6 separate regions of the Mus musculus genome follow, and regions 1, 2, 3, 4 and 6 are each linked to region 5. The links are chromatin contacts, called in public HiChIP or PLAC-seq and promoter capture Hi-C maps. All regions are on one chromosome and are shown on one strand. Each heading gives the region's core, a stretch centred on a gene start, on an enhancer-like site or on the middle of the called end of the contact. The rest is flanking DNA. Distances are from core to core; before and after follow the strand shown.

What was found. Promoter capture Hi-C pulls out the DNA fragments that hold promoters and counts their contacts. HiChIP or PLAC-seq counts read pairs in DNA pulled down with a chosen protein or histone mark.
Region 1: an H3K27ac HiChIP or PLAC-seq map of double positive thymocytes shows a contact between it and region 5, with 6 times the contacts expected there. The contact joins the enhancer-like site here to the promoter of Mrpl35 in region 5. A contact is called at or near these places in 3 of 39 promoter capture datasets (hippocampal neurons, liver and stem cell-derived epiblast-like cells), 1 of 115 datasets of contacts at active chromatin or transcription factors (double positive thymocytes) and 1 of 9 other capture datasets (macrophages).
Region 2: a contact with region 5 is called in an H3K4me3 HiChIP or PLAC-seq map of bone marrow-derived macrophages, with 3 times the contacts expected there. The contact joins the enhancer-like site here to the promoter of Mrpl35 in region 5. A contact is called at or near these places in 10 of 39 promoter capture datasets (the 3T3-L1 cell line, the HPC-7 cell line, HPC-7-derived erythroid cells and 6 more), 3 of 484 Hi-C or Micro-C datasets (B cells, the HPC-5 cell line and stem cell-derived primordial germ cell-like cells), 10 of 115 datasets of contacts at active chromatin or transcription factors (the 230-238 cell line, the SCID.adh cell line, bone marrow-derived macrophages and 4 more) and 2 of 9 other capture datasets (adipose tissue and macrophages).
Region 3: a contact with region 5 is called in a promoter capture Hi-C map of liver, with 2.8 times the contacts expected there. The contact joins the enhancer-like site here to the promoter of Mrpl35 in region 5. A contact is called at or near these places in 19 of 39 promoter capture datasets (the 3T3-L1 cell line, 3T3-L1-derived adipocytes, the C10 cell line and 13 more), 15 of 484 Hi-C or Micro-C datasets (B cells, the C2C12 cell line, CD4 T cells and 11 more), 10 of 115 datasets of contacts at active chromatin or transcription factors (the 230-238 cell line, the SCID.adh cell line, cardiomyocytes and 5 more) and 4 of 9 other capture datasets (adipose tissue, embryonic stem cells, liver and 1 more).
Region 4: a promoter capture Hi-C map of hippocampal neurons shows a contact between it and region 5, with 3 times the contacts expected there. The contact joins the promoter of Cd8a here to the promoter of Mrpl35 in region 5. A contact is called at or near these places in 4 of 39 promoter capture datasets (the HPC-7 cell line, cranial neural crest, hippocampal neurons and 1 more), 1 of 484 Hi-C or Micro-C datasets (stem cell-derived primordial germ cell-like cells) and 4 of 115 datasets of contacts at active chromatin or transcription factors (effector CD8 T cells and embryonic stem cells).
Region 6: a promoter capture Hi-C map of hippocampal neurons shows a contact between it and region 5, with 4 times the contacts expected there. The contact joins the promoter of 4933431G14Rik here to the promoter of Mrpl35 in region 5. A contact is called at or near these places in 5 of 39 promoter capture datasets (hippocampal neurons, liver, neutrophils and 1 more), 1 of 484 Hi-C or Micro-C datasets (the G1E-ER4 cell line), 1 of 115 datasets of contacts at active chromatin or transcription factors (extraembryonic endoderm stem cells) and 3 of 9 other capture datasets (liver, macrophages and pancreatic islet).

The regions. Positions count from the first base shown.
Region 1 is chr6:71,337,554-71,341,153 of GRCm38.p6, forward strand. No RefSeq gene overlaps it. Among named protein-coding and RNA genes, the nearest start is that of Cd8b1, 17 kb to the left of the region's middle. RefSeq lists enhancers at 1-500, 216-500, 495-3,600. Within about 2 kb of position 2,083, at least 11 of the 459 cell types and tissues checked have an H3K27ac peak or open chromatin away from gene starts, as enhancers often do. A contact at or near this core is called in double positive thymocytes, where this site is marked.
Region 2 is chr6:71,399,686-71,403,315 of GRCm38.p6, forward strand. All of the region lies in intron 4 of Rmnd5a (required for meiotic nuclear division 5 homolog A), which reads right to left. Among named protein-coding and RNA genes, the nearest start is that of Cd8a, 28 kb to the left of the region's middle. Within about 2 kb of position 1,311, at least 8 of the 459 cell types and tissues checked have an H3K27ac peak or open chromatin away from gene starts, as enhancers often do. A contact at or near this core is called in B cells and bone marrow-derived macrophages, where this site is marked.
Region 3 is chr6:71,420,925-71,424,596 of GRCm38.p6, forward strand. The region is part of intron 2 of Rmnd5a (required for meiotic nuclear division 5 homolog A); the gene reads right to left. Among named protein-coding and RNA genes, the nearest start is that of Rmnd5a, 18 kb to the right of the region's middle. Within about 2 kb of position 1,412, at least 18 of the 459 cell types and tissues checked have an H3K27ac peak or open chromatin away from gene starts, as enhancers often do. A contact at or near this core is called in liver and pancreatic cancer cells, where this site is marked.
Region 4 is chr6:71,371,990-71,375,204 of GRCm38.p6, forward strand. Cd8a (CD8 antigen, alpha chain) reads left to right here and starts at 1,438. Exons shown (of 5, transcript NM_001081110.2): 1 at 1,438-2,008; 2 at 2,514-2,618; 3 at 2,770-2,880. The coding sequence starts at 1,564.
Region 5 is chr6:71,821,776-71,825,329 of GRCm38.p6, forward strand. Mrpl35 (mitochondrial ribosomal protein L35) reads right to left here and starts at 2,009. Exons shown (of 4, transcript NM_025430.3): 1 at 1,941-2,009. The coding sequence starts at 1,983.
Region 6 is chr6:72,121,486-72,125,076 of GRCm38.p6, forward strand. It overlaps 4933431G14Rik (RIKEN cDNA 4933431G14 gene), which reads right to left and starts at 1,712. Exons shown (of 3, transcript NR_045165.1): 1 at 1,560-1,712; 2 at 1,360-1,461; 3 at 1-142. All of the region lies in intron 1 of St3gal5 (ST3 beta-galactoside alpha-2,3-sialyltransferase 5), which reads left to right.

The sequences.
Region 1 (3,600 bases), core at 833-3,332, 480 kb before region 5:
ACCTCAGACAAGCTAGGAGTGGCAAGGGCTGGGAATATAGGACTCCAGCCTAAATAAATGCACAAGGTCCTGCGTTCAGTCACCACATGGGGTGGGGGTGGGGAGAAAGGAGGGGTGAGTTCATTTTGTGTGTTTTCATCTTACATCTAAAACTCTCATTTGGCCACATTCATTGTGCCCATAACTTGAATTGTGGATGAAGAGATTAGGAAATACCTAGGACTCCCAAAGCCAGGCCATGCTGCTGTGATGCACATGAGCATGCGCGCGCGCGCGCGCACACACACACACACACACACACACACACAGAGTTCCAAATGCTTTCACCTACAGTGATACTAGAAGCCCTTTCAATAGAAAAGAACAGGTGTTTGTTCTAGCCGTTGGAGAACCTTGAAGTCTGTCTTTTAGGGGGGAGGGGATAGTTATGGCTTGCCTAAAACTCAATACATAAATAAGACTAACCTCAAACTTAAAGAAATCTGCCTGCCTCTGGATCCCAGGCACTGGGATTAAAGGTGTGAGCCCCACACTTGGTAATTTAAAAAATATCTGTATGCACATGCAGATTAATATGTGTGGTGTGTGTGTGTGTGAAAGAGAGAGAACAACTTCTAGAAGTTGGTTCTTTCCTTTCTCTTTGATTCCAGGCATAGACTCAGGTCATGAGACTTGTGTCTTTACCTGATGAGGCATCTTACCAGCTGACACTGGCCAACTCCTCTTTTCTTCTTCTTCTTCTTCTTCTTCTTCTTCTTCTTCTTCTTCTTCTTCTTCTTCTTCTTCTTCTTCTTCTTCTTCTTCTTCTTCTTCTTCTTCTCTTCTTCCTCTTCTTCTTCTTCTTCTTCTTCTTCTTCTTCTTCTTCTTCTTCTTCTTCTTCTTCTTCTTCTTCTCCTCCTCCTCCTCCTCCTCCTCCTCCTCCTCCTCCTCCTCCTTCTTCTTCTTCTTCTTCTTCTCCTTCTTCCTCTCCCCCTCCCCCTCCCCCCTCCCCTCCCCCTCCCCCTCCCCCTCTCCTCTGTTTTAAAGAACTTTCATCCTCATTGGGGTAATGTCTTTTGTTTTTGTCTTTTGTAATAAGATAAGGGGGAAAGACCAGGCACACACCATATGCTGCTGACAATCACAGAGAGGAACTTTTGGTAGGTCGCAGGTTTTGCAGATTCGAGACATAAGAACCTATCACCCCATCCCCACATGTCCCTCCCTATTCCTGTTCCAGCCCTTGTTCCCGAAGGTTAAGCCTCAGGACTCCTGAATGAAGAAAGCCTTGTACCAAAGCAAAAGTGTAAAACCACAGTTGTTGTCCGTAAATTTGCAACTGCTGAGCTGGAGTCAGAGTGGAGAGGAAGAATCCTACATTTTAAAATGTCCCTCCATTTGTCTTCACTGGGCTCTAGCAGCCTATGACCAGCAAGGCAAAAACCATTACACCTGGCCTGTGCATTCACAGAAGCAATGTGCCATGGTCATCTGCCTGCTCTTCAAGGTCAGATCAGAGAAGCGTGAGGGAAAACTGGGATGTGTTCTGAGGTCTCTGACAGTCACAGAAGGAAATATACCTCCAGAGGAAGGGCATCACAGCCTGTTCCCGCATCTGAGCTGCAACAGAGGCAGAACTGGGTGAGGTGGATAGGAGTCAGACAGCGTAGCTGCAGCAGGTCCTCCAGTGAAGCAAATGCTTTCTGCAAATGACAGGCCACATCTCAAGACTGATGGGAAAATAGCAAAGGATCAAGATGGCCTCTTGCTCTAGTCACTCTGTAAATGGTAAGGCTGAAACCTGGGCTGCAATGCACCCTCTGTCCCCTGAAGGCTCATACCCTGTCCACAGCGGAAGGAAGGAAGAACACACCTCACCTCAGGGTTGCTCGTCCCACCTCAGATTGTGAAATTTGAGCATCTCCCTGCTTCTGTCTCAGCAATTATATTTTCTTGCTTATAGTTCCGTGGGGGCTGGACTGGCAGGAGTGGACTGGCTGTGTGCTATGAAGCCAGCAGCTGCTCAGATGGCACAGCTGGATCAAAGTTGGCTGCCAAGGGACGGGGGCTGTGGTGAGGAGGTCTAGACTTGGCACCTGACTACTTTACAGAAGAGGGAACTGAGCAGTCACTACTGCATACAGTCACTACTGCATAAAGGTCTTTAGTATATACATCATGTCTGGCCTGGCCTTCACTTTAAATAGGCTACTTGCCAAACACAAAAACACATTGAATTATTCTTGTGGTTCGGCTTGGTGGCGTAAAATTGGAAACACTCAAAGGCTTAACAAGAAAATAACTTCAAAACCCTGGGTTCAACATCCAGCATGGTTAAAAAAAAAAAAAAAGGTAGCATTGATGAGAAACTAGGTAGATAAATTGTGGTACAGCTTTATAAGTAAGTTTATGCCGCTATTAAGAAATGTATTAGGGCCACATGTGAGACTTTGTCTCAAAGTGTGTGTGTGTGTGTGTGTGTGTGTGTGTGTGCACGTGTGTGTGTGTGTGTAAGAAAATACTTAAGAAAAAGAAAATATCAGCCCATTGTTCTACAAATCGGATTTTTTCCTAGCAATCTACCAAGGCCTGCAAGCATATGATATATATGCATATAAAGGGGCCTATAAGTGTTCACTCCGAGAGAGAACTCTTAAAAACTGCGATAGATGAGGATGCTGGAGTGTCCCCTCCACAGTGGATGTCTTCTAGCAGGGATTCCAGAGGACACGCATTCAGCTCCAACTAGGGGGCAGCCACTGAGGGTCTGACCCTGCCCCACTGAGTAAATATATAGTCAACAAAAACTGGACTTTTGTTTTATTTTGTTTGGGTCTGCCTGCCTGCCTGCCTGTCTGTCCATCTGTCTGCTGGGGGATGTAACAAGCGTGGGGTCAGGAAAGGGAAGGACAGTGTAAGATGCAAGACTCAATATGAATGTTGTGTTGAAAAAGAAAGAATTTACTTCAAGAACATAGCTCAGTGGTTCAGAACACTGGCTGCTCTTCCGGAGGACCCAGGTTCAATTCCCAGCATATCAATCCATAGCGTTCCAGGCGATCCAATGCCCTCTTCTGGCTTCCACAAACACCAGGTGTGCAAGTGGTTCACAGACATTCATGTAGACAAAAGACCATATACATAAAAATAACTTTAAAAAAGAATTTACTTTCAGTTGTTCCTGGCAGCAATGTTGGAGACTTTCCATTTCTGCTTTGAAAACCATAATGGGGGGGTGTAAGTGGGGAGGTTCAGATGGTAAATCCCTTACTTAAGTGACATGCACAAAACTCACGAACCCAGGGTGGTGGTGCTTGCCTGTGATCACAGCAGTCAAGAGATAGAAGAAGCAGGAGGATCAGAAGTTTAAGGTCATCTTTGGCTACACAATAAATTTGAGACCTCATCTCAAAATAAATGAAAATAAAGTCCCAAGCAAAGAACATTGCAGAAATGAGTAAAATTAGTATTTGAGCAGCTGGTTGTGTGGATCTGTGCGTAAAAAGTTTCTTTTACAATATCTAAAATACAAGTAATTCTTCCACAAATGTAGCATGAAAAATATTGTAGTATGTCTGAGGCCACAACGCAGGAGGCCCTTTGCTTGTATCCTAAATGGT
Region 2 (3,630 bases), core at 61-2,560, 420 kb before region 5:
CTTTACTCACATCATAACCTTCCCGGGAAGCTGGAGGACAGCCATGAACTCAAGCAAGGCTTGGTGCAGGCACCTTTACCTGCTTCACTACTTCACAGGCCTGGAATCTCTACTCTGTCTAGCATTAAGAACCTGCAAACATTGAGGCTGTGGATGCAGCTCAGTGATGGGGTGGTTGTTTACACAAATAAAAGGGTCCTGGGTTCAACCCCCAGCACTGCAACAACAAAATACACCAAAGAAACAAACCCAGAAACCATAGATATTTCTCAAGGTTCCCAGTCTTTTTTAGGATTTACTTTTATGTGTGTTTGTGTGTTGTCCCATGTATTATGCACGTGTGCATGTCGCGTACCCTCAAAGGCCACAGGAGAGCACTGGGGTCCCTTGCACTGGGGTTATAGTTTTGATCTATCATGTGAGTGCTGGGAACAAAGCCCAGGTCTTCTGGAAGTGCGACAAGTGCTCACCACTGAGTCCCAGTACTTTGAGAAGATAAAAAAAAGCATACATACACTATGTGCTCTCATGACAAAAAGATTTGTATAGCTATACTATCACTATATCTATACACAGGGAAATAATGTTCTGTTCTGAAACTCTGAAGTGCCATGAGTGATCAGGCAGCAGCTGCACAAGGAGGGACTAATTCATCTTTAACTTTAACTTTATCAGCTGTTAAAGTCAAATTTTACAAATGTGATAAGAAAGCTTCATTTTGATATTCAACTATAAAGCCTATCCTTTAATTGACTTTTATTTGGACATTTTTCAGCTAACCCAATTCACCAAGGACCACTTGAACATGAACCAGGTATGAATATAAAATGTGAGCAAGCCGAGCTGGGAATATATTCTGTGGTGGAGCGCTTGCCCAGCATGTACAAGGCCTCTGCCTTGATCCCTGGCACATGGGGAAGGGAGAACAAAGTAAAGGTGACATAAAATACGAGTAACTCTTCCTCCATTGTACCCAATAGCACCTTCCTTATCTAATAATTTCCCAACAGTACTCTTGTCCCTATCACTAGCTTGCTCAAGTCACCTAACACTAATAAATGAATGACAATTTGAGTGGATGAAACAAAAACAAACAACAAACAAAACAAACAAAAAAAACCCAACAATGTTTTTCCAGATCCTAGACCTGAGATTACAGTCTTCTCCCGATGACTCAACCAACTTTAACATTTAGGCTGCACATTAAGGAAATAATTTTTTTTAAAAATAAAAGTAAAGGCTTTTATACAAAGCAGAAGTAAATATGTCACCCAAGTACACTCACCCTCTTGACTTTGTGACATGATGGTGTCATATTTAAAGTTCATGCTAAAGAATCAGCAGGATGGGAAATAGTGTATGTTTTGTTTTCTGAAACTGGCTGATCATATTTAATATATATTCTAAGTTCATGCATTTCCCTTTAAATTTCATAATTTCACTTTTCTTTAGAGCGGAATAATGTTACACATTATATATGTAACATACTATCATGGTCCATTTATCTGCTGGACTAGGTTGGTTTTATTTCCTAGCTACAGTGATAACTTGGGGTGCAGATCACCCTGCAACACAGGGTTCTTTGTGTATATGCCCAGGAGTGGACTGCAGGCTTTAAGGAAGTTCAGATTTTGTGTTGGAGCACTCACAGGTCTCTTGGGACACATGCAGCTGAGGGCTGGTCAGCTTTTTGCTCACAGTTCAATTCAAATTGAAAGAGACAAAAGCTACTCTGCCTTGGTTTTTACTTTATACTACAGGTTCCTAATAGGGAGAGGGCACAGATTAGCATCACTTTGCTGTTGCCAAAGGATATGTAGATATCACAACCCTTTAGCCACTGCAATCTCTAAATAAGAATTTTGGGATTCTCATAATCAGACCCCCCACCCCCAATAATGGTACTTGGTGACCTAATCAGTAGTAGCCCACACTGACACTCACACAGCACCAACAGCAGCATTCTACCCTGCTCAGACTATGAAAAGGTTTGGGATATTTAAGGCTCTGTATATATAATTTCCATCACACACACACACACACACACACACACACACACACATAATAACATGATGTTACTCACATGGTTAGCTCTCCCCTCTTCTCTCCTAAATTTGCCACTTGGATGGGGTACTATTTCTGGTAAAAATGCATCTGGCCAAGGCTCACAGCCCTCACCACTATACCCATTTTCAGCATGTTAAAGACTACAAATGCCCTTCCCTTCTAATATTCCTGTGGAAGACTTCCACCACTCTTCTTATTTTTTTCCCCCTCTTGGGAATGACTAACAATACTCAGCCCTACAAGTACAAACTTAATGGGAAGCTATTAATAGTATAATCCAAATGTCTTTAAAATTCAAAAAATGGAAAACACCACAAATCAAATTCAGTGGAAGAGCTAGCAATTTCCTAACATCACTGTGGAAACAAAAAGACCACCAACAGTTCATTCAAAGGTATTATCAGCAATCTTGGTGTGTACTCAGGGTCCTGAGCCTGTATCTCCCGGCCTTTCCTCTTATCCCATCTTTGTGTCCTGCTGACCCAACCCACAAAAGCACTCTCAGCCAGTAATCATATACCAGCACAATTAACTAGGATCCAGACAGGGCAACACCAACCAAAGCATGGGATACCCACCCCCCCAAAAAAGACAAGACCAGATAGCTATACTAAGAAACACCTCAAATATCCTAACTGCAGATACCTAGATCCAAGTCCCCAAACACAAATATAAACAGTAAACATTTGGATTGTTCCTCCAGAAACAAATCTATTGCAGTAGGCCTGTGAAATGCAATTTAACTGACACAGAAGATAGGAGCTTCAAAATACCAAGTATAGTATGTTAAAAGAAGGTATGAAATGCCTCAGTGAAGACGATGGAAACACAAAGAGTGGAATGAAACAATAAAAACACTGTAAGACATGAAAGCAGAAACAAAAAACTAAAACTCAGACAAAATTGAAAATGAAAAATTTAGGAGGTCAAATAAAAGCCTCATAGGTAAGCCTCACCAACAGAACAAGACACAGAAGAGAGAGAATTTCAGGTCTTGAAGAGAAAGCAGAAGCAATGGATCACGCAGTCAAAGGAAATGTTAAATCCAAAAACAATCCAGGAAATCTGAGACACTATAAAAACACCGTATCTACAAATAATAGAAATAGAGGAAGGAGAAAAACTCAAGTCAAAGGCAAATAATACAACTTTTTAACAAAATCGTAGAAATTTCCTCATAAGGAAGGAGCTGCCTATTAAAGTATAAACACACAAAACACCGAATAGATAGGACTAGAAAATAAATTCCCTACAACACGTAACAAAACACTAAACACACCGTGGGTGGGGAGGTAGGGGGAGGGAAGGATGTTAAAAGCTACAATGGATAAAGAGCAAGTCACATATACAGACAGGTCCATTAGAATATGGCCGACTTCTTAATGGAGACTCTGAACACTGGAAGGGTCTGAATGGATGTTCTATAAACTGAGGGACCGCAGATGCCAGTCCAGACCTAGTACAGCTCTCTCTCACAACTGACAGAGAAAGAACCATTCCATGGGCTGGTGAGATGGCTCAGCGGGTAAGAGCACTGAATGCTCTTCTGAAGATCCTGAGTTC
Region 3 (3,672 bases), core at 162-2,661, 400 kb before region 5:
AATGCACAAAGTGTTCTACCAATATTCATCCAAAGTAAATATTTAACCTGCAAAAGGTGAGTCAGTCCTTTCCGCCGCCGATTCTGATGCCACATGTAAGATAATCTCCACTAGAAGCACAAATTTTTATTAAAGTTTTATCAGTGTTGTTATGTGTATATGGTGTGACTGTAAAAACAGGCGGATAATTTCTCACCACGGCACATCCAGTTCTCTCCTTCACCACGAGTTCTAGGGATCAAACTCAGGTCACTAGTCTTGCTCACTTTGCACTTTGTTTTTCTGCTGAGCCATTAGAAAATGCAAACAAAACAAGCACATAAAAAACCAACAAATTCACTAAGTGGTGATGGTACCCACCTTTAATCCCAGCAGGTGGCTCAGAGTTTGAGGCTAGCCAGGTCTATAGAGTGAATTCCAGGATAGCTAAGGCTATAGAGAGAAACCGTGTCTCAAAAACACAAAACGCCACAACAAATTCCTTAATTCAAAATCACTTAAACTGGGTGTGGTAATAAATGCGTGCACACACCACTTGAATCCAGTCACAGCCCAGATTTATTTGCACAACTTAATGTATAGGTCTTTTTGTGCTTTTTGGCCTAATGTGCCACAGGTGCTGGACCAAGCCCAGTATTCCATCTTCTACCTTCGTGATCACATGAAGTGGGAATACACCAGTCCAGAGAAATCTTCTGGCCCTAATCTATGAGCCCCGACTACTAGGCTTTCTTTTGTGGTCGGCACTATAGTTTAATAAACAGTTATCATTTAATTAATGTAGCTTCATTCAGTTTGAAACAATTTTATTTTAAAAACAAAAACAAAAAAACGTAAGGCTTATAACCTAGAGCAGATATAAAACAGATGGCAGAGAAGGCAAAACTCCACTCAGCTTCTGTACGGAAAATGGTGTTCAGGCTATGAGGGGCAGAGGCAGTGTGGTTCCACACCAGTGCTTATGTTCAGTAAGCAAGGAACCACAGATCATCTAGCTGTTAGGATGCTGGGTTCTTATAGGGAGTAGTTCTTTTCACTCAAGCAAGCTGGTTTTAAGGAAAGTGGTGGGCAGGGGGATAATGCTTCAGAGATGCTCCCTCCTCTCTTGGCACCTGTGCTTTGTCTCCCACCTCAGACCAGATTCCTTCCAGAACCACTACCCCACTCCTAGGACACCTTCCGACCTCATACACTCCCAGATTCCCTGTTCTAACTAGGGTTAATATTGTTGTTAGGGAACACCATGACCAAAGCAACTTAGGGGAGGAAAGGGTTTATTTGGCTTACATCTTCACATCATAGTGTGCCATCAAAGGCAGTCAGGACAGGAACTCAAAACAGGGTAGGAACTGGAAGGCAGGAGCTGATGCTTGCTCTGCACGGCTTGCTCAACCGGCACAGCCACTCACCATATGCTGTTCCCTCCTCCATTAATCATTAATTAAGAAATGCCCAGCAGGCTTGCCTGCTGCTTGATCTTATGGAGGCATTTACTAAGTTGAGGTTCCCTCCTCTCAGATGACCACAGCTTGGGTCAAGCTGACATAAAACTAGCCAGCTCACTCCCTTCCCTAAGGCTCTAATAAACAACTACCCCGCCCCCTCACATACACACCTGGGGGAAAACTGGAAAATGTCTGGGGCACAGTGCACACATCTGATTGGGAAAGGTCCATCCTCAGAAAAGTACTATGACCCAAGTAGACAAGAAAGAGAGACTATAGCAGCTCCTACTGATATCCATGCAATTTCAAAAGAAAGACCTTCCATCCTGACCACGAAGGTCAAGCTACTTTACACTTTACTGCACCTAAATAAGGTTCACCATGGCAGGCTGCATTTTTTTTTTTTTTTATTACTCTTAGTTATTTGGGGTGGAGAGTAGTTTGGTATGTTTTATTTCATTCTTAGGGAATGCCTTCCTTGCCTTTTAATCACCATTTTCTCTTTATATCCTATATATTTATGTCAGCTACCAATTCCCTTTCACTAACTTAAAAAGTACTTTCCAATATAAAAAAAAAATTACATTTGTTCTTCAGAACTCAATTTAGCTTTTTCTTCTTAATCGGAGACAATCATCTACTCTTCTTAATGCCTTTTTTTCTCTTTTTAATAACATTTCTCTACCACAGAAGGATGCATTCACCACACACTGACTTTAAAGTCAGTCTGTATTCAGCTTCACCCAATTCATCTCAACCGTCGCTGTAAGCTAAGCACGGGATTTAATTGCTGCATTGTCTTTTATCTATTCTTGAAAGTAGTTATACTGACATAGAATTCAAATAATTACCTTAGTTATTTAAAAAAATATTAGCTACTTAACTTTTGATAGTATCATTCTTTAACATCAGCATTTTGCTTCTCCAATGTAGCTGCCCCACCTAGTGGCAGAAAACCAGTTTGGGCAACACAGTTAAAACTTTTTTTCTTCATAATTTCATTGTTTATTAATACCAAAAGGACCCTTCTTTTATAATCCTGACCTATTTTATTTCTTTGTTTAGAATTTGTATTGTTTTAAAAAATGGATCTCTTTTGTTATTGATTAGTAGGACTTATTTACAAATTGAAATCTTCTTATCCTTTGAAATTTATCTGCTTTGTTTTTTACACTCCCACCTCATCATTATGTATATTTTCAATATCTCTAAAACCTCAACTATCATTAATGGCACATTACCAGAAATTCTGTAGTAATAAGAATATTCATAATTATATGCATCTATCTATGCATGCTTTCATACTGGGTTGACTTTGAACTGTGCCTATGCTCAACATGCCATTTGACGCTGAGCTTGCAACCCCACCCCCAGGCCCAGAATAATGTTTTAAATAACAGTAAGTAACTCAAGCAAACATTGGGTTATTTATTCTTCCAAAAGTAAATGTTTCCTCATTAATAAAGGATAAGAAATCAGTTACTAAAATTATTCTCTTTTTTAAGGCATTTTTAATTAGATATTTTCTTCATTTACATTTCAAATGCTATCCCCAAAGTCCCCTATACCCTCCCCCTGCCCTGCTCCCCAACCCATCCACTCCCTCTTCCTGGCCCTGGCATTCCTCTGTACTGGGGCATATGATCTTCACAAGACCAAGGGCCTCTCCTCCCATTGATGGCCAACTAGGCCATCCTCTGCTACATATGCAACTAGAGACACAGCTCTGGGGGTACTGATTAGTTCACATAATATCCAAGATACAATTTGCAAAACACATGAAACTCAAGAAGGAAGACCAAAGTGTGGATAGTTCGCTCCTTCTTAGAATGGGGAACAAAATACCCATGGAAGGAGTTACAGAGACAAAGTTTGGAGCTGAGACGGAAGGAAAGACCATCCAGAGACTGCCCCACCTGGGGGGTCCATCCCATAATCAGCATTATTCACTATCCATTTTAGCTACTCTCCCTCACCCCCTCTAAATACAATTTCTAAAAAGTAGGAGGTAGAAAATTAAAAACAGCAGGGCGGTGGTGGCGCATGCCTTTAATCCCAGCACTTGGGAGGCAGAGGCAGGTGGATTTCTGAGTTCGAGGCCAGCCTGGTCTATAGAGTGAGTTCCAGGACAGCCAGGGCTACACAGAGAAACCCTGTCTCAAAAAAAAGGAAAAGAAAAGAAAAAAAGAAAGAAAGAAAATTAAAGTCTAACACACCATTTCTTTTT
Region 4 (3,215 bases), core at 188-2,687, 450 kb before region 5:
GGCCAGCCTATTTGAGATCTTGTCATCAAACATAAACAATGACAAAAGGCAAACCTATTCAGAGGGGTGCAGTTCAGTAAACACAAATAAGAATATAACATCAACAACACACTTGTTTGTGTAAACTGGACATGGTGGCCATACCCAGCACTGTGGCGGTTATGGTAAACAGCGTGCCACTGGGCAGAACTCAGATGTGGGGTAGAGACTGCCAGGCAACCTGTCTCCAACTAGAATGAAGCAGTAACGTGGGAGGCACACCCTGTATGGGGTTCCAAGTGGAAAACCCCACTAAGTACAAGCCACATACAAGCAAGAAGAAAGCACATCCCTGAGACTGGCAGCTTTCAGGACTGCAGTGGGCAAGAAAGAATGAAGTCTATGTGTGCCAGGGACAGAGAAGAGTAAATGCCTGCACCCAAGATTCACCCAGGACACACACATGCATACAAGCAACAGAGAAAGTCAAAGGCCCAAGTCAGATGGCAGGGGCCCAGCATTTGCCAGGCAGAGAGCAGCAAGACCTTAGAAACGTAGAAATAAGTAACCAGGGAAGTGTCTGTCTATGAGGCAGTGGCTGCAGGCGGGCACATGGCAAAGCCAGGGATGGTGGCTTGGGTGGAGCCAGCACCTATCCAAGGGCTAGTCCCCAACCAAGTCAGAGAGGTGTTTTCCTCTAGCTGTGCAGGCCATGGGGTGATGCTGTCAGATCCCCTGGATAAGAATGAGGGTCAAAGTGTGTAGCTGGATCATCCAGTTGGCGAGCATTTGGTGTGGAGGCTGTTGCCATGGTTCTAAGAAGGGATGAGACTGGGAGGTGAGCTTTGCTCCCTGGGTGGGAGGCCAGGGAAGGATATTGTCAGCAGCTAAGAGTGCCACTCAAGGCTCCCATTGAACTGCCCCCTTGCAAGTCCCCTTGATGGGAGGTGCAAGTCCCTTCTGGTTAGTGTCTGGTCTGCTCTGCTGGAATCTCTGTACATTTTCTTTCCACTCAACCTCCAGACAAGAAGCAAAAACACAAAAAGACACTACTGCCAGCAAAAGAAGTGGAAGGGCAGGAGGGTCTAGAATTCAAGGCCAACCTTTGCCATGAAGTGAGTCTGAAGCAAGCTTGGGGAACCCAAGAACCTATCTACAAGAAAAAGAAAAGGGAGAGTGGGCACTCCTCTCCCTTCATGTCCTGTCACTCTCATATTTTTTTTATTAAGATTTAATCTTTATCCTTCTTCTTTCAGCCACTCTTGCAGAAGAACAATTCCTAAGGGTCCCTTCCAAGTGTTTTCTCTTCCCCAAATCTCAGTTTTCAATTCCTCCCACTTGCTCTGCAAGGGTGCATTCTCACTCTGAGTTCCCAGGCCCCTAAAAGGTGGTTGACACTCTTTGGTGGGGACTTTGGGTGACATCATATCCTCACATAGGAAATCAGCTCTGTCTGCAGCTGGCTAAAGGAGCAGTTTCCCCGACCCTACACGCCTCCCCCACCGCACCTCCTCCGCCCTGTTCCTGGGCCCCTCCCCTAGAGCCCTAGCTTGACCTAAGCTGCTTGCTGGTGGAGAGCACACCATGGCCTCACCGTTGACCCGCTTTCTGTCGCTGAACCTGCTGCTGCTGGGTGAGTCGATTATCCTGGGGAGTGGAGAAGCTAAGCCACAGGCACCCGAACTCCGAATCTTTCCAAAGAAAATGGACGCCGAACTTGGTCAGAAGGTGGACCTGGTATGTGAAGTGTTGGGGTCCGTTTCGCAAGGATGCTCTTGGCTCTTCCAGAACTCCAGCTCCAAACTCCCCCAGCCCACCTTCGTTGTCTATATGGCTTCATCCCACAACAAGATAACGTGGGACGAGAAGCTGAATTCGTCGAAACTGTTTTCTGCCATGAGGGACACGAATAATAAGTACGTTCTCACCCTGAACAAGTTCAGCAAGGAAAACGAAGGCTACTATTTCTGCTCAGTCATCAGCAACTCGGTGATGTACTTCAGTTCTGTCGTGCCAGTCCTTCAGAAAGGTTTGGAAGTGGAGGTTCCCGTCTCCTGGGTTTTAGGGGTCACATCTGAACAAGTTTCACGCAGATTCCCTCTTCTTAAATCTCTTGGGGCCTCTTGGAGGTGATTTCTATACTGTCCCCATTTTACAGACCAAAAAGTTGAGGCTGAGGTGCTGGGTGGGATTGGAAGTGATTTTTAAACGCCCTGGATCTGGGCTGGAGTCTGGATGCACGTGTGATCCTGCCCCTGTTGGCTCCAGGATAGAATTTTGGTATTGACTCCAGCTTTGGGTTGGTGGAGGGCCGCAGTCGCTTAGCTGCTGGATCTGATCTAGGCACATTGGCCCCAAATCACACTTGGCTCCGCGTGTGCGAGCAGCGGAGTAGCCCAGCACGTATCCAGGGGTTCCTTCTTCCTCTAGTTAAAAGCTAGGAAACGGCTCCTTCTTGGGTAAAGGCTAAGTGGAAAGGGGCTGGTGCATCCACAATTCCAGCTTGACCCGCAGGCACCCTATTGCTTTTGCAGTGAACTCTACTACTACCAAGCCAGTGCTGCGAACTCCCTCACCTGTGCACCCTACCGGGACATCTCAGCCCCAGAGACCAGAAGATTGTCGGCCCCGTGGCTCAGGTTAGGTGCTCTCAAGCGATTGAGATAAGCAGATAGCCTGGGGTGGAAAATCCTGATCTTGGAGGGAGACCTGGACCGGGAGACGTGCTGGGGGCAGGGTTGGGGGCTGTCCCAGAGGGTTTCTAAATTCCATTCATTCGGATCTTGTCAGTGAAGGGGACCGGATTGGACTTCGCCTGTGATATTTACATCTGGGCACCCTTGGCCGGAATCTGCGTGGCCCTTCTGCTGTCCTTGATCATCACTCTCATCTGCTACCACAGTAAGTTCTGGGGAGTTCCCCCCATCCAGCCCCCCACCCACCCCCCCACCCCACCCCCGCCAAGAGACTGCTTTGTGCTCCAGGAGGAGTCTGCACTTTGTGCCTGCTCCAGACAGCCCTTCAGGGAGATTACTTTTAGGTTGGGGAAAAGGGGGAGGGCGTTCCAGCTGACCTATAGGACCAGTGTAGTGGGTTCTTTCTTGAAGGCAGGAGACAGGTATACCACCCCACTGCTCTTTCCACCCTCTGGGAACTTTTCAGAACAGAGCCCTGTTCCAGGATCCCCAAGAGCAGCCAAATCAGCAGTTAGCACAGCCAGGATAACTTAAGCACAC
Region 5 (3,554 bases), core at 759-3,258:
ACAAAAAACAAACAAACAAACAAAAAAAAAAAAAAAGGAAAGGCCAAGCCTGGCATGTTGGTAATATGCTAGTAAGTTCCGTGTGCAAGAGGCTAAAGCAGACCAGAGTTCACATCTAGCATGGGCTACAGGAAATGCTATCTCAAAAAGACAGACACCAGCAACAATTTGATCTGGGTGTAGGGTCCTATGCCTGCAACCTCAGCACTCCAGAGACAAGGGCAAGAGAATCCCAAGTACCAGACCGACATGACTATTAATACAGCATGTTCCTGGTTAACCTGGGCTGCATAGTGAGACCTTTCCTCAAAGCAACAACAAAAGCTCTACCAAGTTGCATCTACCTAATCTGATGCAAGACTTAGACCACTCCACTGTCTTCTCTACTGATCTCACCAAACAAATGGGGCAGTGTGGTGAGTAAGGGACAGGTTTGAGCCAGACTAGTATTCATTTCAGCTCCTACTAACGAGTGGTGTGAACAGGAACAACTTCCTTAACCTCTCTATGCTCATTTCCTCAACTTTAAATTAGCTAATTATGGAGAGGATTACATGAGATAATATACTAAAATGATTAAGAGGCCTAAGCTTGAAGAAAACATCGAAACAATGCTAACACCAGATAAAGATGTGCTGAAGAAAAGCAGGTTTGGGAGTCCAAGCACCTAAAATCTCAGCATGTGGAAGCTAAGGAGGACTGAGAGTTTAAGACCAGACTGGGCTCCATAATGAGGCCTTGTCTCATTAAAAAAAAAAAAAAAAAGAATTTAAAGGTTGTGATGGTGGTGGTAGTGGTGGTAGAGGAGGAGGAAGAAGAGTAGGAAGAGGGTTAGAGAGATGGCTTAGCAGTTAAAAGCACCAACTGCTCTTCCAAAGGTCCTGAATTCAATTCCCAGCAACTACATAGTGGCTCACAACCACCTGTAATGGGATCTTCAGGTGTGTCTGAAGAGAGCGACAGTGTACTTACATAAATAAAATTTTTAAATCTTAAAAAAGAAAAGAAGATACAGCAGTCAGAAATCAAAAGGGTTCACACACACACACACTGGAGTAAATAAAAACCAGACATTACACTAGACATATTGTATATAAATTAATGTAAAGTTCAAAACTAGACAAAATATGCTTTTGAGAGATGAAGGTATAGTTGCTCAAGTGGCTATGGGAATAATGACCGGGGCAATGCACGGGGTGGAAAGGGGCTTGGCTTGAACTGGTGTTAGTTACACGTATGTCCCCTAATATAAACTTTTTATATACACATTTCATAACTCACAAAAGTTCCATTTTTAAGCTCTAATACCTGGAAATTTTATATGGTTACTTTTTTCCCTCTTGGTCCTCTGCCTATTTTTCCACAAATGTTATCTCTACAGTATAAGTTGTGTGCAAGTCGCTTACTGATCACCCCTATCATACTTGAGTACTTTTAATTTCCTATCTGGTTCTGCCTTCACTCCTAAAGCCCGCCCCGCTACCATCAGAGGGGTGTACTTCAAAACGAATTTGACCAGGCTCCTGGTAATTACACACGGTTCTCAAGGAGACCAGATACTCGATGCTTTACACACTTGTTTAACCCACAGGTAGGAGGAAGCCCCATTTTACCGCTAGAGAACCAAAATACTCAGAGAAATTATATGACTCTCAAGGTCAAAGTTGAGAGAGGTGGTTGAACCTCTAAATCAGATTTTTTAAAAAAGCGGACTTTTGGGTGTCACCCTCACCTCCTCTACCTCAGTCTCGGGTGTGCTTCCTAGGGCAGGGTGGATCCAGTGAACGCGGGTCATGGGCACTACACTGTGCAAGGTATCGCGCAGCAAACCTCCGACCTCAAGTCATCTTGTTTTTCTTTCCTCGTTAACATCCAAACTAAATTCCCACTCCCTCCCGCGCCGACCCTCTTCTCAGTGAAGCTGTCAATAGAACACTGACCTGAGGCAGCTCTCACGGCGCCCGTGAAGATGGAAGCCGCCATCTTGCAGCCTGCCTACGGTGGCCGCAGTGGACTCAAAGTTACAAAGCAAAAGGATAAGAAACGTGGAGGAGGCGGAACTAAAGGGAACAGGCGTGGCCAAGGTTGAGCTCTTTGAACCTTGCCTTTCTGCCCTAAACCACCGTCTTCTTAATTACTTATTTTGCCTTTATGTTTGGGTTCGCGCACGACCCTGCGTGCTTATGGGGGTTAGAGAAAAACTTGCAGGAGTTGGTACTGTCTAAACTTTTGTTTGTTTGCTTTTGTTTTGTTTGAGACAGGTTTTGGGGGTTTTGTTTGTTTGTTTGTTGTTGTGTGTTTTGTTTTGTTTTGTTTTGTTTTAGATTTATGTATGTAGCCCTGGTTGACCTGGAACTAGCTCTATAGACCTAAGCTGGCCTCGAACTCACAGAGACCCGCTGCTGGGATTAAAAGTGAGAGCTACACTCCTCCCCTATACCCCAACTCAACTTCCCCATTTTTGAGACAAGGTCTTCCAAGATCCCGAAGGTGACTTGGGACTCCTGTACTCCAAGTGACCTTACTGCCAGTATAGATATGATAACAAGGATTACAGGCTCTGCTGCTGAGCCAGCATGGATTGTGTAAAGACACTTAAAACGAAAATAAAAAAGCAAAAATTAAGGTGAAAAGGGAAGAGAAAAGTCCAAAATAACAAGAAAAACAAACACCCCACAAATCTCATTTAGAGAGTGGCGGTTCAATTTTTGGCTTCAGGACTCTTACACTCTATTGAGGAACTAGTAGTGGTGGCTACACCTAGGGTAACAGCTCCATAGCAGGTTGAGGCTTGAAGACCTCAGAAAATTATTGAAAATTCAAAGAGCTTTAACTTATATGGTTATATCTACTGGTATTTGTTATACTAAAACTTAAAATTGGGAAAAATAGGGGGCTGGAGAGATGGCTCAACTTTTAAGAGCACTGACTGCTCTTCCGAAGGTCCTGAGTTCAAATCCCAGCAACCACATGGTTGCTTACAATCATCTGTAATGAAATCTGATGCCCTCTTCTGGGGCTGTCTGAAGACAATTACAGTGTACTTATATATAATAATAAATAAATCTTGAAAAAAAAAAACTCAGTTGTCTTTTTCCTACTGCTGCTACAAAAACTATGACAAACTCAGTGACTTAAATGCCATAAATTCACTATCAGAGTTTTGTAGGCCAGAAATCTAAGATAAATTCCAAGGACTAAAAATCAAGTTATACTAAGGCTGTGATTCTTCTGGAAGCTCTAGAAGAGAAGTCCTTTCTCTTGCTTTTTTCCAGTTTCTAGAAAATGTCTGAAATCCTTGGCTCATGAACACTTTTGTATTTATTTATTTATTTATTTATTTATTGTTTTGCTGCATAAACATCCACAGGCTAGAAGAAGGCATCATATCCCCTTCTGGTTGTGAGTCACCATGTGTCATTGTAAGTCCTCATGTGGTTTCTGGAAATTGAACTCAGGACCTCTGGAAGAGCAGCAAGTGCTCTTAACCGCTGAGCCATCTCTCCAGCCCCTAGTTTTGTATTTTGCAAAGACAGTGTCTTATTCCTCCCATC
Region 6 (3,591 bases), core at 462-2,961, 300 kb after region 5:
TCAGCTGGCTTGGTCCATGTCAGCTTTCGGCAAGTCCAGGGCTCCAAGCCATCTGGATCAGTCTGTAGTCTGCAGCTGATTCCTGGGTGGTGCCTGTCATCTGAAATCTGTCTCAGTGGAAATCTGCTGAGACAGATACAAGCTAGGGACAGAAGTTAAAGTTTAAGGAAAATCTTACACGTGGAACTTTTAGGCCTATAGTCCTGGTAATTGGGAAGGAGAGAGTCTCAAGACAGAGATAGGGGAAGCAGGGAGAGAGGGAGAGAAGGAGAGAGAGAGACCTCGTCCTCAGGGATAGGTGTGGGGACTTAGGTGGTTCTTATCTGGAGTCCTTTTGACCTGTGGGAGGTGGATTCAAGTCTTAGGACTCAGACTCCCTGAGCTTACAGGATTTTTTAGTCTACTTAAAGAGAGAAAAGTTTTAGATATATAAGCATTGTCACTGTGTGTAATCTGTAGTGATCTACATTGTGGGAAAAGCAGCAAGCAGGTGTCTGTAAGACAGCTGGAGTAGAATCCCACCTTTGAATCAGCAAAAGCTATGGCTTCAGGTTAAAAAAGATGAACATTTATTTCTCCTCTGTCCAGTGGGATGGACATATAGATTTGACAGAGACAATTTTAGCCAGTGAGAAGCACCGTTAAGTCTATACTTAGAAGACAACCAAATAAAATTTAAACTCTTTTCCTTGTGACTATAATAACAATCAGTGCTCTACCATCTGTCAGAATTCCACTGATCAGTGTTAAAACTCTGAACTTTTGAAATCTTAGTATAACAAGAACAGAGAGGTAAAGAAATATGAAACTCCCATTTTTCATATACCTTAAATCATTCTCTTAAACCTTTACAACGAACGCCATAAGTCACTTTCTTAGATCCTCTGAACTTAAGCCTTCACGTTCTCAGACCTCTCTGCACCTTAGAACACTATCTTAGACCCTCAGAACTTACATAGACTTTAAACCGTTTATCCATCTAGTCATTTACTAGAGGCACAAATGGTTTTTGCTGAGAGCAGCCATTGCAAAGCAAGTGCTTTGAGTAAAAGAACAGTAAATAGCTACATCAGAAACCTGTTTGTCCTTTAATATGAAGCCTGTTGGCAAGGAAACCCCATCTACCTTTCTCAACTGGAGACTTAGTAGCTTTAGAAACAGCAAGGCCTAGTTTTTACATATGATGTGAACTATCTAGGCAGCTGCAGCCTTGCAGGGAGGAGCCCGTTGCCTGCTGCCGTTAAACTGACAGAGCTACAGTTAGCCTAGCCATCAATGCCAGCAGAGATCCGAGAAGGATACATTGTAGCAGAAAGTATCCAAATGGCTTATGTTCTGATTAAAATGACAGAGACTTACTCATTATCGAGATGATCACCCTAGGCTCTGTGGCTACGATGGCTTGGGGGGAGGTGGAGGTCTCAGGCCAGCATTGGTCTTCAGTCACCAGGCCCAGAAGATCTGAGAGAATTTTATGTGGAGGACAGGTGAGGAACTTTGTGGGGACTGACCTTACCCTGTGGTTCTTTCAATGGACTTGAGTTCTGTTCCCAACTGACCTTACTTTGACCAGGCAAGAGTACAGCAATCAACTCAACAGTGGCCGGGTTTGATGGCAGACGAGGCATGAGGCAGTTATGCCCAGTGGTTAAGGTTACCAGAATCCAGATGAAGGTGTCATGTTTAGAAGCCTTCATCTGGCTTCTACTACTAGGAGCTGGGGTCTCTGTCATGGTAAGCTCTTTTACATTAAACATTCTAAATTCCAAATTCAGCAGACCTTTAGAAAGTCTTAAGGACCAATATCTATTAAGTATATACAAAGTAATAAACTTTGCTTGCTTTTAGTTACTTGCTTTAGGCTTAACCTTGAAAAGTAAATAGCCAGGGGGTGCCGCCTTTAATCCCGGCACTCGGGAGACAGAGGCAGGCAGATTTCTGAGTTCCAGGACAGCCAGGGCTATACAGAGAAACCTGTCTCAAAAAACCAAAAAACCAAAAAACAAAAAAAAAAGTAAATAAAGCTTATTTCTATAATTAATGATATTAGCACTCAGCATGACTACAAGTGAGGTTCTGAACACATTATGGAATTTGATCATTTACTCTGTGACTGTTAACTTGCATGTCTTAACTATGGCTTAGCAGCTTTTATAAGACTAGGATTTTACAGCTTTATTTTTGTGAAGTTTGAATTAAAAAAAAACAATCATTTCTGAAGGAACTGAAGCTCTTTGGTATCAAAATAAAACTGTAACTCATAAACACAGTCCACATAGATACTGGGAACTTTGCTGAGCCTTTTACAGTGTACCACTATAGAATATTAGTTTCTTATATTACTCAGATTATCACAATAGCTAAAGCCTAACGAAGTTAGCCAAGACGAGGAAGGGAGACATACATTCCCAAGCCAGCCTCTTCCAGCCTGAGCCGGCCTTAGGTAAGGAGAGACATCCATCCAGTTCTTAGTCAGATTCTTCAGGTCGTTGTCTTGTTGCTCCAAAAGAGAGGAATACTTAAGGTTTTGGTGTTTAGCGTTTGGTGCTCATAGCTGTGGCCCTAATTTTTTAGCCTCTTATCTATTTTTTAAGGCCAGATATTAATAATATAAAACATTCTATAAATTTAAAGTATCCCATAGCCTTATACATTTAAATATTTTAAAAGCTGTTCTTTTAAAAATATCCACTTTTCTAATTTTAAAATATCTGTAAAACTCCAAAATTTTCTCTTAAAGAAGCTTTAAAATCTCTCAATTGTGTGCTCCTATAACAGTAAATAATAATAATAATAATAACAAAGTACCTTTTTTTATTTGAAGAGGGGGAAAAACCCAGAGCAAAACCATAATCTGAACAAGACAAAGCCGAGCTCCAACAGTACCGACAACTCAGTGCTCAGTACCTGGGATTCACTCACCGTCCTCTGGGATTCCCAGTGGGGCCTGGGTCACCTCTGTGGCCCTGTCCTCAGCATTATACCCAGCCTGCCTTCCAGGTGCCAGCTGGCTCCATTTCATAGCAGCTGCTGTTTCTGGGGGCTGTCATACGGCACCAGCCCTGCCACACAGTGCCAAGCCTCAGCTATTCTCCATGGCTACTTCATGCCTTTAAAACCAGTACCACCCAGGTGACTCTTATATCACAAAGATTGGCTGTTCCACAAGGTATGTTCTTGTATATAAATGCATGGAGATAAAGCGTTAAGACCATATTAAACAAACATTGTTTTTAAATCCTGTCTTTCATAAACCTTGTTTTTATGACTTTGTTTTCAGGACAGAAATCATTATATAAAAATCCACCGTAGTCCAAAATCTGAGACCCTGTTGCCTCCTTGATTTTATACCATGCGCTCACCTTTAATCAACATTGGTGGTGGTGAAGTCACATGACATTCACCCGCTGCATCCCTAACAAAGATGGCTGCCAGCCAAGAGGCTGCCTCCTTCCCGATGCGGAACAGCAGCTAAGATGGTGGCAAACCACATGTTGCTATATCACGAAATGACATCATGCCACATGGTCCCTTTAGGTTACCTATGCGTAGAGTTTTAACTATCAATCCTGTGATACAAGTTTTAAATGA